Regions from separate parts of the Mus musculus genome. Here regions 2 and 3 are each linked to region 1. The links are chromatin contacts, called in public promoter capture Hi-C maps. All regions are on one chromosome and are shown on one strand. The core of a region is the stretch at or near the end of the contact, and the rest is flanking DNA. Distances in the headings are between cores, read along the strand shown.

Region 1 (4,777 bases), core at 1,538-4,037:
GGTTCTCCCAGAGAATATTCCACCCTGTCCCAAGTAGCTGTGTCCTAGAGACCTGACTGGGGTGACCAGGGAATGAAGAAAAGCAGGCACATGTACAGAAAAGCTGGGGTCGGGTAGGTTCTGCTAGCTTGGATGGAGAGTATGGCATTGGTCCTTGACATGACCATGCCCTTGTCAACAATACACATTCATTCAGGACTTCATCCACTCTTTTAGACTCTCTCAAAAGCTACCTCAGCTCCCCACAGTAGTTAGTGAGACCACAAGGAGTAGATGAGAGGACACCACAAATCTGCAAGGTACTCTTGCCAGGAGTAGTGCTTGCCTGGATTAGAATCTAGACTCTTTAGAAACCTTGCTCTAGCCTGATAATCAATAGTATGCTAATCAGACAGTTTACTGTCATAGACTGACCACAGTGGAGTGGTACTTCTCTGTTTTATATATAAAATATGAAGTGGTTTCTCTCCTCTTCTTCTTGGGGAAAACCTAACCCATTACAGTTTGTTTCCATTGCTGTGGCTGAGTAGATGTCAGCATCTAGACCGATGGAAAACTAAGACAGCATCGTGTTACAGTTAGGAGGGGGCATCACCAACCTCCAGGAAGCCCCATTCCTCACCTGCTTTGATTTCTGTTTATAGTTGTCTTCTAAACCCATTCTCCAGCTGCCATTGAGATTCCTTCCTCTGAATAAATGGAACTTGGGACTATCTGAGTGGATTGGTTGATTTTCTGGTGTTATCTGAGTTCTCTTCTGAGCCAAACAGCATGTCTCCATAAATGGGAATCCAAATGATGGGTACTCAGTCCCCCTCCTTGCCCAGTCAGAACCACATTTCCATACTCTAAAGCACAGATGGAGTGCATTACCTTGCATCCTGGCTAGAGATCACTGACAAAGCATGCATCAGCAGCTTTGCTGCTCCTTAAAGAAACAGGATTGGAGACATTTTTTTTTCTCTAATTCTTCCATTCTAGGCCAGGGTGACTTTAAAAAATAATAGTTCATTCTTTTGCCCAGTATGTGATACAGCTGATTCATGGCTTGGCCAGAAAAGGGGCCAGAATTTCCCATTCTGGCTTAGAGATGAGATGTCAAGTTATTCTTGCATCCTGCTAACAGGCATTCTGCCTCATTGTGGGATATTTGTAGGCAGAAGAAAGGAGCTGCCTGGAAGTCCTTTAAATGGGGCCAAAGTTCAGGTAGCATTTTAATGGAAGCTCTGGAATTAGCTACACTGGTGTTCTCGGACTGCAGATATGGCAGATGGCAGCTGCTCTTGGATGCACTAGGACTTGGTGCCTGTTTCAACTCTTGGTGCACCCAGAGGTTTGAGGGCACTGGATGCACAACTGGTGACATCAGGGCCAGAAACAGAAATTTCATTCTTGGCAGTAACCCATCTGGCCAACAAGCTTTCTCCATTATGTCTACTTCTAAAAGCCATAGTGAAATCAGCTCCAAATCTTGAACAAGCCTCTCAGATGAAGAAGAGATCAAATCAGTTGGAATCTTAAATACCAAAGGGGAAAAAGGTCAATTTCCAGTCTCCTCCATTTAAAGAGAAGTTTTATTTTTTTTTGAGTAAGAGAGTGGTTTACAAATATATGAATATACTCAGTCTTTGCTGAGGATAACAGAGCCAAATTCTATCCATATGTCTCTTCTGGTAAGAGCTAAAGGACACTTGATAATAAAGTGACAGGCACTTCCTCCACATGGGTCCTATCCTTCACTTCCTAGCCTTCTGCCTGTCATCCGTCATCCAGGAGATCGGATTACCTCATACCATAGCCTCACCTTTATCTATAGACTCTACGTCAGCTGTTCCTTCACAGAAGATAGAGTTGGTTAATTGGGGATGGGGGTACAGGGGATCTCACACCTAGTGGGATACAATGATGGCTATTTAAAGATATCAAGTTCCTCCTGTCAGATCTCATGCCCTCTGGGGCTCTCTAACTTGAGCTTATGAACTTGCTCCCAAATTCACATAAACTCTTTCCCATTGGCTCAAAGCTCTCGTGCATGACCCAGATTTATAAACATACATGCTGCCAGCAGCAGCAAGTTAGCTTCTTGGCCCACTTCTCTCCTGCTTTTTAACTCTAGTGTATGAAGTGGGAGGAGGGAAGAGCCAGAGAGGTGACCACTTGGACCTTTGGCAGGAACTTCACTGTGCCAAAGTGTTGGGTTTCTGAACCAAGGGCTTCTTGAAACACTCTTGTCTAGCCTCCTCAGAATTCCCTGAATCAGCAGCTGCTGCTAGACCTACCCTGCCAACCACCTGCCTGCCTTTGAGTTACAAAGAGAGAAACAGTCTTTCCAAATAGATTCTCCTCCCCTTTCACATATCCTTTGGTCTAGAAGTTCACATGCATACTTTTTTTTTTTTTTTTTTTGCTCATAGAAACTGCAAGCCTTCCAGTAGTTGGGATGCAATACAATGTAAATTGTTTTGAGCAGTAGTGAGAACTCTGGAGTCCTCAAAAGATATATGTCCTCTTCCTGACCTTCTGTTGCTTTTTCTGACAGGCCTCTCAACTCTGTGCCCAGCAGCCTGTCCAGAGTGAGCTGGTGCAGAGATGCCAACAGCTGCAGTCTCGCTTATCCACTTTGAAGATTGAGAATGAAGAGGTGTGTTTCCTTCCTAGGAAGCTCGGAGCCACTGTTTCCTTGTTGAACTACTTATGGCTGTCCATCAGGGGCAAGTAGAAGGAGCATGCAGAGAATGTCCAGGCTATTGCAGAGATTTCCTGGCCAAATAGAGGCTAGCGCTTTCCCTGCTGCTACATCCTGCCCTTGAAATTCAGGAAGTTGTTCGTACATTGCCAAAGGTTGTGCTCTATTTTAGGCTTTTACAAAATGCCCCTCCCCACTACACATTTAATCAAAGTGGCACTTGGCCACTGTGGGAACAATATCAAGTCTCTGAAATGACCCACTCATGACTGGCTTTTTCCAGCATTTTCAAAAAGAAACCTTTTGACTTTGACACTTCAGACATCTCTCTCCTCTTACAGGAGGGTGACTTTTTTTTTTCTAAACACAGAATATTTTCTTTTAATATCCAGTTTAAAAAGGCAATTTTTAAAAGTTTAAAAACAATCCAGTTTAAAAAGGTAATCCAGGTTTCCATTGAGCTCAGATGGCTTTTTCTTGTATTTTAGTAAGTCTTAATTTTACTAAGAAGTAGGGTTGGGTCACTTAGTTTGCAAATAGGAAAGCAAACCCATTCATTGATTGAAGGTCACGAAACAGTGCCAGGAACATTGAAGGACAGGATCTATCACATATTTTCATCAGCTCCAGTATGTTGGAAATACTGTTTTGCAATTATGTTATTCTGTTTCCCTTTGCACTTTCATTATAATAAAGAAATAGGTTAAAAACACTGGTTGCTCTTGCAGAGGACGCAGGCTTGGCTTCAGCACCTGCATGGTGGCTCACAGCCATCCCTACCTTTAATTCCAGCAACTCCAACCCCCTCTTCTGGCCTCCACAGGAACCAGGCATCACATGACACACTCACATGCAGGCAAAACATCTACACATACGATAAGTCTCTTTGAAGAAAGTAAACATTACATAAAAGGTACACAGCAGAGAAAGAGTGGAGTTTAGGTGTTTGCTGGAGAGAGCAGTGAGCTGAAACTGGGTTCCTGTGATGTTCATCACTCAATCACTCAGTACTGTTCAGTGAGAAGTGCAGCTGTGATCTGCTGGCATCCTTCCTTCCTACCCCTCTCTTGGGAAGAGAGACATTCCTCCTCTCAAGCTCCTCCTAGTTGCTCTATCACCTGCCATTTTAAAGCCTGCTTCTCATGATTATTTTGGCCATTATGGTTATAGGTGAAAAAGACAATGGAGGCCACCCTGCAGACCATTCAAGACATTGTGACTGTTGAGGATTTTGATGTATCTGACTGCTTCCAGTATAGCAATTCCATGGAGTCTGTCAAATCAACTGTCTCTGAAACATTCATGAGCAAGCCCAGCATTGCTAAGAGGAGAGCGAACCAGCAAGAGACGGAACAGTTTTATTTCACGGTAAGGGCACTCTTTGGCCTTATAAGAACATCAGTAGACACTGACGCCCACAGGAGCTTTGGAATCAAGAGTTTTTGCCAACTGTCTGAAAAGCAAGCTTTAAATGCACAAGATTTGAGCCTGGCATACTTGGACACCACCTTGACACTTAAAGCAAAAACATCTACAAGTTCTATGTGTCTTCTGGGGCCCTCAAAGAAAGGGATGCTCCTAAAGAAATCACTTAGAAAAAAATCAGGGAAACTTTTAACCAGCTAGTATAGAAGCCCTCTCACTCACAAGAGATCATGGCAAGGGAATTAAGTTTATTGGTTTTTGAGAACTATATTCAAATATCTTTGCCAATATGTATATTGTTTTAAGAAATTTAAAGTCTCTCCTAAGTGATTTGAATACATTATCATATAAGTTCCATTATTAGGAAGTTATTTTTTCTAATTATTGGTGAAAGTTAAAGAGACTTAAATGAGCAACTTGGTGGGTTTGTAGAGAATTCTAGAGCAGTATATTTTATTCATTTCTCTCAGATCTCCTTTTAGATGAGTAGATGTGTATCTATGTGTGTCTGTGTGTACAAAAGTTAATAGTTTTTGTTTGTTTGTGTTTGTTTGTTTGGTTTGGTTTGGTTTTTCAAGACAGGGTTTCTCTGTGTAGCCCTGGCTGTCCTGGAACTCACTCTGTAGACCAGGCTGGCTTTGAACTCAGAAATCCACCTGCTTCTGC
Region 2 (4,777 bases), core at 1,243-3,742, 400 kb before region 1:
GGGGACCCCCTCAAACAAGTTCCTACAAAGGAAAGCTCACTGGGCCCCCTCCCTATGCCAAACTAGATCTGTGAATCCTCTTAGAATGCTTGAGGGGTTGAGCTCAGCGTGATGCCCAAGGGAATGAACTGGGGTGCTGGGCCCAGGGAAGCAGTCAATCCTGGCCATTTGTTTTTATCATGACTGTGTCTGGAAGAGTCCCTTCCTAGCTAGGCAGCTCACTTGTCTTTCCGTGCCTTCCCCTTTCCTACTTATTCCTATGCTCCAGTCACAGGCCCTCCCACTCTGAGTCTTTTCTGTAGGAGAAGGGACATTGGGGAACAGAAAGGTGAGCGCCTGCCCCTGGATTTCTGTCATGTCTGGAGGTGACCCTGTCACTGTAGCCCAGAGTGACTTCCTTCCTAAGCCCTGGCTGGGGGAAGGGTGCCTCGGGATTTTTCCTTGACACACCTTGCCAGACACTGGGGCAGACCTAGGTTGGCAGATTCCTTATCACAGGACTCTACCTGTCGGATGGCTATGTTCTGGGGAGAGGAGAGGTCACCTTGAGGTCCCCTGGGCTCCAAGGACTTGTTCCTTGCCTTCTTCATCAGGGGTAACTATCCCGAGAAAGGCAGCCTCTGTCTGGCTAGAGTGGGGACATCAGCTGGTGACAGGAGAGAAGGTTGGGATCCTGGCTGGAGACTGAGGTCCTGGCAGGCAGAAGGAGGCTGTAGGAGCCTGTGTGTCCCTAAGGCATTTTGAAATGTTCTCTCTTTCAATTGTCATGGAATTTCTGGTGCAAATCTGTAGTCCCTTTCTAACCCCAGGCTGATGCCCTCCTCTGTTGTGGAGGAGGATGTCCTCAAGGCAAATGTTGACTCCGTGGATGCTCTGGGACTGCATCCTTTAAAGGGGACTCCCTGTTGTGTGGGAGTCTCAAGTCTCCATTCTGTATCTCCAGGCCCACCCACCCTGCTGCTTTCCCTGTTGAGAACAGATGACCTGGGGCTAAGTTCCAGTAGAGGCCGTAAGGTGAGACGCTGAACAGAGTCTAACAGTGAGACCTGTACAAGGTCACAAGGTCCCTGGAAGGACACGGAATAAGATTCTTAGAAGTTCCTGAAAAGACCAGTGATCCCCGAGAATATAGGTCAAAACCGAAGACAGCACTGAGTGAAGTCTGACCTCCCCTGGAGGATTATATCTTCCAAATCATGACCACGTCACCCTCCATGATTTGGCTCACATCCAGCTGGTCTCCATTTCTTTAGCAAACCTCTAGAGGTCATTTTGTATAGTTTGAGACATTCTCACTAAATTCAGATTATATGTCACTCTGCTGGAAGCCCCTGAGTACTAAGAGATAAAGAAAGACCTTTGCATCAGGATTTCCTAGAGTGAGCCTCAGGGCAGGTCAGACCCCGGGAGGGGCCAGAAAGCCTGGTGGAGTAGCAGAGCTGGTTCTGAGAGCCTGCTGGGGGCGGCAGGGGCTCTGGGGGAGGATCATCTTTGAGTAAAAACACTAAGGGAGAAAAATCCTCTCCCAGTCTGCCCTATTTCAGGGTGGGGAAGGCTTTGCTACTTTAAGGGACCCATCCAGGCATTCTCACCTAACAGGCCTAAGCTCAACTGAATAGTTGGTGTCACGATGATAACAGATTTGCTTGGCCCAGCCTGGAGAACCTCTGGGCTGTTTTCCAGAAGTAGAGACACTGCCCAAGGATGCCTTGGGACCTCTTAGAACTGTGGGCTGGGAGGCTCAGGATCTGGGCGCCTGTGAGTCTGGCTCCTCACCAGTGTACTGGCCCAGACCCTCCCGATGCTGCACCACGAAACGCTCTAAGCTCAATAGAGCCTGTCCCTCACTTGCCTTCAGCTCCTTATCTTCCTCTCCAGTTACCTCTTTTAGCTTCATGGAAGCAACAGGGACCAAATAGGAGTCCACAGAGCTCATGCAGAATACCCCGAAATGGGGAAATAAGCGAGGGAAGGAAAGGGTGTAGAGACAGAAGGACGGGGACACAGCCACTTCGAGATGCACCAAGAGCTAGCTCTCTGCTTCCAGGACTTGAAAAGAAGTAGAAAGTGGAGGGGGTGGCTCAGAAAGGTTCAAGCTCCATTCCTTTTCCTGGAAGGCCCTGTTTGCCTGACTCTGACTGGGTGTCTTTGAGCTCCTCCAATAGAGTCCATTCTGTGTATTCTTCCAGTGAAACTCACCCTAGCAGCTGAGGTCTTTATGGTGCGCTCCACAAGGACTGGAGGGCTGCTCATAGGATCCGGTTCAGAACGTCCTTCCCATGTGTACTCAGGTTCCTAAGCCCCCACCACGTCATCTCTCTTCTGAAGGTACCCCTGGGGCCTGCTCTCTTCCCTGGATAACCCCCAGCCCTTGGGTGGGTTGGGCTGGGTGGGGCTTACCTCTGGGTGAGCAGAGCCGGCTGGGCAGGGCTGCAGGTGTGTCTGGGCAGCGGGCAGCAGAGAGGTGTTCCTGAGGTGTGTGAAAGGGCTCTGCTCAAATAATCCAGGGAGGCGTTTATAAATAACTTCACCTCAGGGCCGCCAGTGAGCCCCGGCTTCTGATTGGCTCGGAGGGGAAGTGGTTTTGAACACTACACCAGAGCTAAGCCTAAGGAGATAGGAAAAGGAGATAAGGGGGGGAAAGGTCCCAAATGAACAGCCCTTTTTTTGTTTTACCTGGGGAGCAGGGCTGTTTGATGGGAGCTTGGCACTTCCTAAATCCACCTGAAGACAATAGGTCACATTCAGCGGGGCCACTACCCTACAGACTCCCCCAAGGCAGTCGGCAGAGGAGGGGCAGCAGGCAGATTCCTCTCTGAGCCTGCTGTCCTGCTACTTATGGGGCTGGGGGTCAAGCCACACAGCCCTTTGGACAATGGATACCATTGAAGCCACCTGAGGGGTTGGGCTCTGTGGCTCTTGCTTTGAAGGTTGGGGATCTAGAGGTGAGGGACAGTGGACCTCTGAGCACCCTGGGAAAGGGCATGAATGGTGTCTGGAGGCCCTGAGGGCCTTGAAATACTCGGAGCTGAGGTGGAGACTTGCTTTCCAGCTCCATCCCCGACCTTAAATCATTGTGAAGACCGTCCCTGTGCAGTGCTCAGAAATATCAGAGATGCCATGAGGCTCAGAAACACTAGAGTAAAGAAGCTTAAGAAACTGGACCTACAGCAAATTTAGGAAAGGTGTTCTGGAAGCCATCAACTCTCTGTACCATCCCTTCCAGGAACCAGAGCCAATGACCATGTTCCCAGATGCCTTTGGGAGCAGAGCTGTGGGTCCCTTGGCCACCAATGCAATGGGAAAGCAGTGTGGGAATCTACCAAATGAGAGTTCCTCCCTGAGCCCATGCGGCTTCCCACCGTCCCCCACGACATCTTGAACTAGACTGTCCCAGCCTTGAGTTGTCCTTCTATTTCTCTAAGATAAAACAGAAGCTCTGAAATTTGATATAGGGGTGCTCCAGCAAAGCACTGTTGGAAGTGCCCCTGGGAAGGTGAAATGAAGTTGCTTTGGCACATAGTAGGGACTCAACAAATATCTGTTGAATGAATGAAAGAATGAATTGTCTGCAAGCCCAGCCCAGTGGATAGTTTGAAGATGTATTGCTTGTGGGGACTAAGGAAATACCCAAGGTCACTCAAAGGTGTCGAGGTGTAGCCAGGATGCCAGGGACCCAAGTATGCCTGCCACTCCAGTGGGGGGGAGAACGTGTCAGTGAACACTGTCTTGGAGCCCTTCCCCGTGCTCCTGCATAGATGGCATGTTTCCCTCCTGCAGTATTTCCTGCCTTGGTGTTATAACATGGAGCACAGCCAGTGGGCATGATGTGCTGGGTAGTCAGTCTTCTAAACTCGTTTACCGTATGAGAGATGTCAGTGGGCAGATCTGGGCTGGTTTACTTTTGTGTTCTGACCACCTATTCACTTTCTGGTACTCGTTAAAGCTTCATGGTGAGTCTGTGAGATGGGTGAATGATAATGGGAGGGAGTCTTTGAACAAATCAAAACCTAAGACCAGGAATCTGTCTGCTGACATCCAGCACTGTCTGGTGCAGTGGGCAGCATGGCCTGATCTGCATTTTGGCCAAGAAATTCCTCGAAAGCAGGTGAGTCATGAGGCTTGTACTCTAACCAAGTGACAGTGGCCATCCAGATCAAACAGTGGTCTCTTTGTTGAGCCATCGTGCCTATCAGGGAAGTTTTGGCTGTCCTTCTTTTGGCCAGAGAGTGTCCTGTCCAGTTGACTGGGACAACCAGTATTATCTCTGCAAGTGTCTCTTCTCTTTTAAATGACCTATGGATAGACTGGGCTACCAACCAGTCTAGTGTGAGCTTTATTATCTATGTCAGTTCCCTCCGTGCCTAGCCTGGCTTACTATAGTAGCGTTCAGGTTATCTGATGTAATTCTAGAACCAACCATGTGGTATACACTTGCTACTCTCATGTTTGGACGAGTAAACAGAGCTTGACTGAACTGAAATAACTTATCCAAGTTCACCAAGGTCTTCATGAAAGAGATCGGAAGTGAATTTGGCTACGACATTCTACCTTTGGACCTGTAGAATCAGGGATTATGTGTGAAGCCACACCCACCTTTTTAATACAACCAGCCAGGCTTTTGACTAAGTCCCAAGGTGATCTGGATGCAGGATGCAAGTCCTCCAAAATGACTTGGGAGCTCCTTGGCAATTTAACTTTTCCATAGTTTCAGAAAAATTCTGGGCAGGGAGGCTTTACCTAATTGGACAGGACAATCGGACTCAGAGGCTCCTTT
Region 3 (4,777 bases), core at 867-3,366, 340 kb before region 1:
CCCATGTTGTCTACCCCTGGCTGGGTGTAGCTACAATGTTCTTTGGGGCCTCTTTTCACTGGCTGACTCAGAGATTCAAAGAGGGAAGCAAGGCATCTTCGTATCAACAAAGCCGAGTCATCTTCACTGTTACTTAACAGTGAGTAGCAGGCTTGGAATGCTGGACCTGCCCAGCCAGCCCAGCCCACACAGAGCAGGACTCCAGACAGGACCACCTCTTCCCTAGCTCCCGCCCCACAGCACTTCCAAGCCAGAGCTGGGCCCCACCCATAGCTTCTCTACAAACAAGGAAGACTGTTGCTGCAGAGCTCTTCTTGGGCCTGTGTCTAATCTACCAGAACTCTTGAGGATCTCAGCCTTTACCTTCTGACATCCATATCCCACTGGCTCCATCCAGGAACCCACATAGTCTCTTGCCTTACTTGTCCTGGATGAGGTCCTGTGTAAGTTGTCAGGGAGACCAGTGAACAGCGGCAGCTGAGAATTCTGCAGCAGGCCGGGTTTCTCTGCCCAGTATTCAATCTTTCCCAGCACAGTTTCTCTTCTCCCCCTGCACCCCATACTTTATTCATTCTAGAAAACAGTGGACTTGCAGGCCGAGTGTAAGGTTTTCTGTTTAATGAGATTCTTGGGGCACAGGAGGCTTTGTTGCCTGCCAGGATCACTTGACAGTTGGCATCACCCACCCAAATCCTTGCAGGTCTAAACCTGCTTCCTCTGCAAAGCACACCCACAGTGCTGGTTTCGGAAGGCTCCTCGTTCTCACTCTTTAAGCTCTTTGGGGAAATGTTTGTCCTGCTTCCCCAAGTAGACTACCGGTACCCTAGACAGTACCTCTTATCTCACTCTACCCCGCCTGTCCCCAAAGCATGGTCACTGATGCTGTGGATACAGAAACTTCCCTGAAGAGTGACAATCCATCCACGTGTCCTTTCTAATGCATGTATCCATTCATTCATCCATCCAGGTGTCTGTCTATCCACACACTCACATAGTGCACACCCGCTAAGCAGAAGCACAGTATATGTCTAAGGATACTCACAAACTACTATCTCCATAAGACCTTTGTAGTGGGGGACTGACCTATAAGCCCAAAGCAATTCTTTTTTATCAATAAAGAAGCAGTTTATAGAACACTTACAATTTACAAAATGCTATTATAGCCCAATGGATTCTATAGTCAGTACTAGTTGGTGGGCTGGTAAGATGGATCAGCAGGTAAAAGTACTCGCTAGAACCCATGTAAGGGTAGAAGGAGAAAATCAACTCAACAGAGCTGTCCTCTGACCTCCACAAATGTGCTGTGGTAAGTATGCATGCCTATCATTCACATAAAACGTAACACCACACACACACACACACACACACACACACACACACACACACACACCAAACAACAACAAACTAGGTTAGTAGCCAGCTTAGAGTAGAACCTGGACCTGCCCACTTCTGTTCATTAGCTCCTACATGGTAGCTCTTCACCTGGAGAAATTCTTATGGATTAGAACAAGAGGAATATTTTCCTATTTTGAGAGCTCATCTTTCTCTGATAGCTTCCAAATCTTCATCCTAGATGGCCCCCTGTCTGTGGGCCAAGGAGCTGCCAGATTCCGTAGGACCCAACCCTTTTAGAAGGTTTTGGTTTCTTCCAGGCCCTGCGGGTCTAGAGGCATAATGAGAGCCTCCTTTGAGCTGCCTGTCCTGTCTGGTATTGCTGCCTTTGCAGGTTCCCAGGCTGGGCCCCGCTCCCTGTGATTGGCAGGGAAGTCCTTTCTCCACCTCACTCAGGAACTTTCTGCAGTGCAGGGGTCTTCGGGTTGGATTAAAATTCCGCACCTGCCAGATTCTTAGCCTCATTTCTGTACCTGGTTTCTTTTCCTCTTCACCAGCAGACGAACAGTTCCGGCGCAGATGGGCACATGCAAGGACAGATGGGCTGCCAGGCCCCTTCCAGGCATGGCTGTACGACACTCACCTCACACAGGTGGGAGTTCTAGGTCTGGGTCTCTCTTCTAGGAGTGGCAGTTTCAATCTGGCCAGTATTGAGAACGCAAACGGTTTTGGTGAGAGGCCACTTCCCTCTGAGTTTTCCTCCTCTCTTTCTGTGCACAGACTTGGGAAAGTTGCAAAAGAGGCTGGGCCAGCGTGACCTCAGCTGTGTGGGTGGAGGAGGCGGAGTGCACAGGGAAAGCCAGCGAGGCTTCAGAGCTGTGTGCATTCAGGGCACCAGGCATATTCAGTTCATCAGGATTCTGATCCCAGGGGATGAGGGACGGCAGGTTTGAGTTGGGGAACTTTTGGACACAGGGCTTGAGAGGTGACACGTCCAATTTATGAGCTTGTAGGGACATCTGCCTCTGTCCATGGGAGTCTCAGGAAAGGAGCCCTTTGTTTGTTTCCCAAACAGTTGTGGAGCAGATTGGGTCCAGCCACCAGTGACCCAGTGAGGTTGGAAGATGGTCTGCTTTTAGGCCTTGTCCTCACCCCACACATCTCTCTCTCTCTCTCTCTCTCTCTCTCTCTCTCTCTCTCTCTCTCTCTCTCTCACACACACACACACACACACACACACGCACAGTATATAACACATGCACATGCATACACACAGAAAATATACACTATCCAACACCCTGCCACACTATACATGCATAACACACTTATACTTCATATGCACACCCTTGCATCCCTTGTGCCACACTCCTCACACACACATGAAACAAGATCCATTCCCTCATCACATCCATTCTATACCACCCACACCCCTACTCCATTCATATAGAATATACCCATCACACACGCACACCACACAACATACACATACCATACTACACTACCACATACATACACCACACATGCACACCACACCACACACCATACCGCACCACATATGCACAGCACACATGTATACCACACACCATACCTCACCACATATGCACACCACACCACATCAGACTTGTAAGAGGTGAGGTGTGTCCTGGCACCCCACAATCCCACACTGGGCCTCTCTGGTTAGGTTGTTGCCCAACCTGAAACACCTAGAAGAAGATGGTAATTTAAGATGCTGTTAGCATACAGTTAATGTGGGCATCTCATTTCACTGTTGTGGACTGTGCCTTGCGTATAATTGGCAGATGAAAGGCAGATGGAGTGAGTTTAGACACGACTCCCCAGATCTCAGGGGGGTCCCCTTAAGGTGTATCTAATGCGCTTCACATTCCTCACAAGTTAGGACTTTGTCTCTTTGTAGACATATTCCTTTGATTACTGTCCTGTCAGAAAGTTCTTCCCGGTTCCATAGTGCTCTCTCTCTCTCTCTCTCTCTCTCTCTCTCTCTCTCTCTCTCTCTGATGGGGCTTTCCAGCCACCATGTGTCTAAACCAGCCATAGAACCCTGCATTTGGAAAGCAGATGGGTAGCCTTGGAACCCACACTTGGCCAATTGTGCTGCTGGCATTGGCCCTACCAAAGAGTAGAAGAGAAATTGAAGTTTATTTGCTTCTATCAACTAGCAAACACTTTTGGAAGAAGGTACTTAATGGTTTCCGTACTGAATTCTACACAGGAAAGCTGAGACACTCTAAAGCCTGCTTACCCAAGTGAGGTGTTTTGGTTGCTGAGGAAGCCAAGGCAGTGCGCTGATAATCCCTGGCTTATGGAAGCTCCTTGGTTCCTGGACTATTGTCCTTTAGAAGTTCCCTCAAGCCCATGCCACCTGAATGCTCCCGATCTCATTAGCTAAGCAGAGTTGACCTGGCCAGAACTTATCTGAGAGACGCTTCTCTAATATTACTCTACTCCTCCCCCCCAGACCAGCTTTTATTTTTTTTTTCCATTTTTTATTAGGTATTTAGCTCATTTACATTTCCAATGCTATACCAAAAGACCCCCTTACCCACCCACCCCCACTCCCCTACCCACCCACTCCCCCCCTTTGGCCCTGGCGTTCCCCTGTACCGGGGCACACAAAGTCTGCGTGTCCAATGGGCCTCTCTTTCCAGTGATGGCCGACTAGGCCATCTTTTGATACATATGCAGCTAGAGTCAAGAGCTCAGGGGTACTGGTTAGTTCATAATGTTGTTCCACCTATAGGGTTGAAGATCCCTTTAGCTCCTTGGGTACTTTCTCTAGCTCCTCCATTGGGAGCCCTGTGATCCATCCATTAGCTGACTGTGAGCATCCACTTCTGTGTTTGCTAGGCCCCGGCATAGTCTCACAAGAGACAGCTACATCTGGGTCCTTTCAGTAAAATCTTGCTAGTGTATGCAATGGTGTCAGCATTTGGAAGCTGATTATGGGGTGGATCCCTGGATATGGCAGTCTCTACATGGTCCATCCTTTCATCTCAGCTCCATACTTTGTTTCTGTAACTCCTTCCATGGGTGTTTTGTTCCCACTTCTAAGGAGGGGCATAGTGTCCACACTTCAGTCTTCATTTTTCTTGAGTTTCATGTGTTTAGGAAATTGTATCTTATAGCGTGGGTATCCTAGGTTTTGGGCTAGTATCCACTTATCAGTGAGTACATATTGTGTGAGTTCCTTTGTGATTGTGTTACCTCACTCAGGATGATGCTCTCCAGGTCCATCCATTTGGCTAGGAATTTCATAAATTCATTCTTTTTAATAGCTGAGTAGTACTCCATTGTGTAGATGTACCACATTTTCTGTATCCATTCCTCTGTTGAGGGGCATCTGGGTTCTTTCCAGTTTCTGGCTATTATAAATAAGGCTGCTATGAACATAGTGGAGCATGTGTCCTTCTTACCAGTTGGGGCTTCT

The links. Promoter capture Hi-C pulls out the DNA fragments that hold promoters and counts their contacts.
Region 2: a promoter capture Hi-C map of fetal liver shows a contact between it and region 1, with 2.5 times the contacts expected there. The contact joins the promoter of Slc26a9 here to the enhancer-like site in region 1. A contact is called at or near these places in 12 of 39 promoter capture datasets (the C10 cell line, the HPC-7 cell line, cranial neural crest and 9 more) and 1 of 9 other capture datasets (adipose tissue).
Region 3: a promoter capture Hi-C map of liver shows a contact between it and region 1, with 1.8 times the contacts expected there. The contact joins the promoter of Rab7b here to the enhancer-like site in region 1. A contact is called at or near these places in 5 of 39 promoter capture datasets (cranial neural crest, embryonic stem cells, hematopoietic stem and progenitor cells and 2 more), 1 of 115 datasets of contacts at active chromatin or transcription factors (cardiomyocytes) and 3 of 9 other capture datasets (adipose tissue, liver and pancreatic islet).

Annotation. Positions count from the first base shown.
Region 1 is chr1:131,343,626-131,348,402 of GRCm38.p6, reverse strand. Srgap2 (SLIT-ROBO Rho GTPase activating protein 2) reads left to right here. Exons shown (of 23, transcript NM_001081011.2): 9 at 2,540-2,641; 10 at 3,857-4,054. All of the region lies in intron 1 of Gm51644 (a long non-coding RNA gene), which reads right to left. Among named protein-coding and RNA genes, the nearest start is that of Ikbke, 66 kb to the right of the region's middle. Within about 2 kb of position 2,787, at least 21 of the 459 cell types and tissues checked have an H3K27ac peak or open chromatin away from gene starts, as enhancers often do. A contact at or near this core is called in adipose tissue and liver, where this site is marked.
Region 2 is chr1:131,741,737-131,746,513 of GRCm38.p6, reverse strand. Slc26a9 (solute carrier family 26, member 9) reads right to left here and starts at 2,492. Exons shown (of 21, transcript NM_177243.4): 1 at 2,401-2,492.
Region 3 is chr1:131,686,034-131,690,810 of GRCm38.p6, reverse strand. Rab7b (RAB7B, member RAS oncogene family) reads right to left here and starts at 2,116. Exons shown (of 6, transcript NM_145509.3): 1 at 1,976-2,116.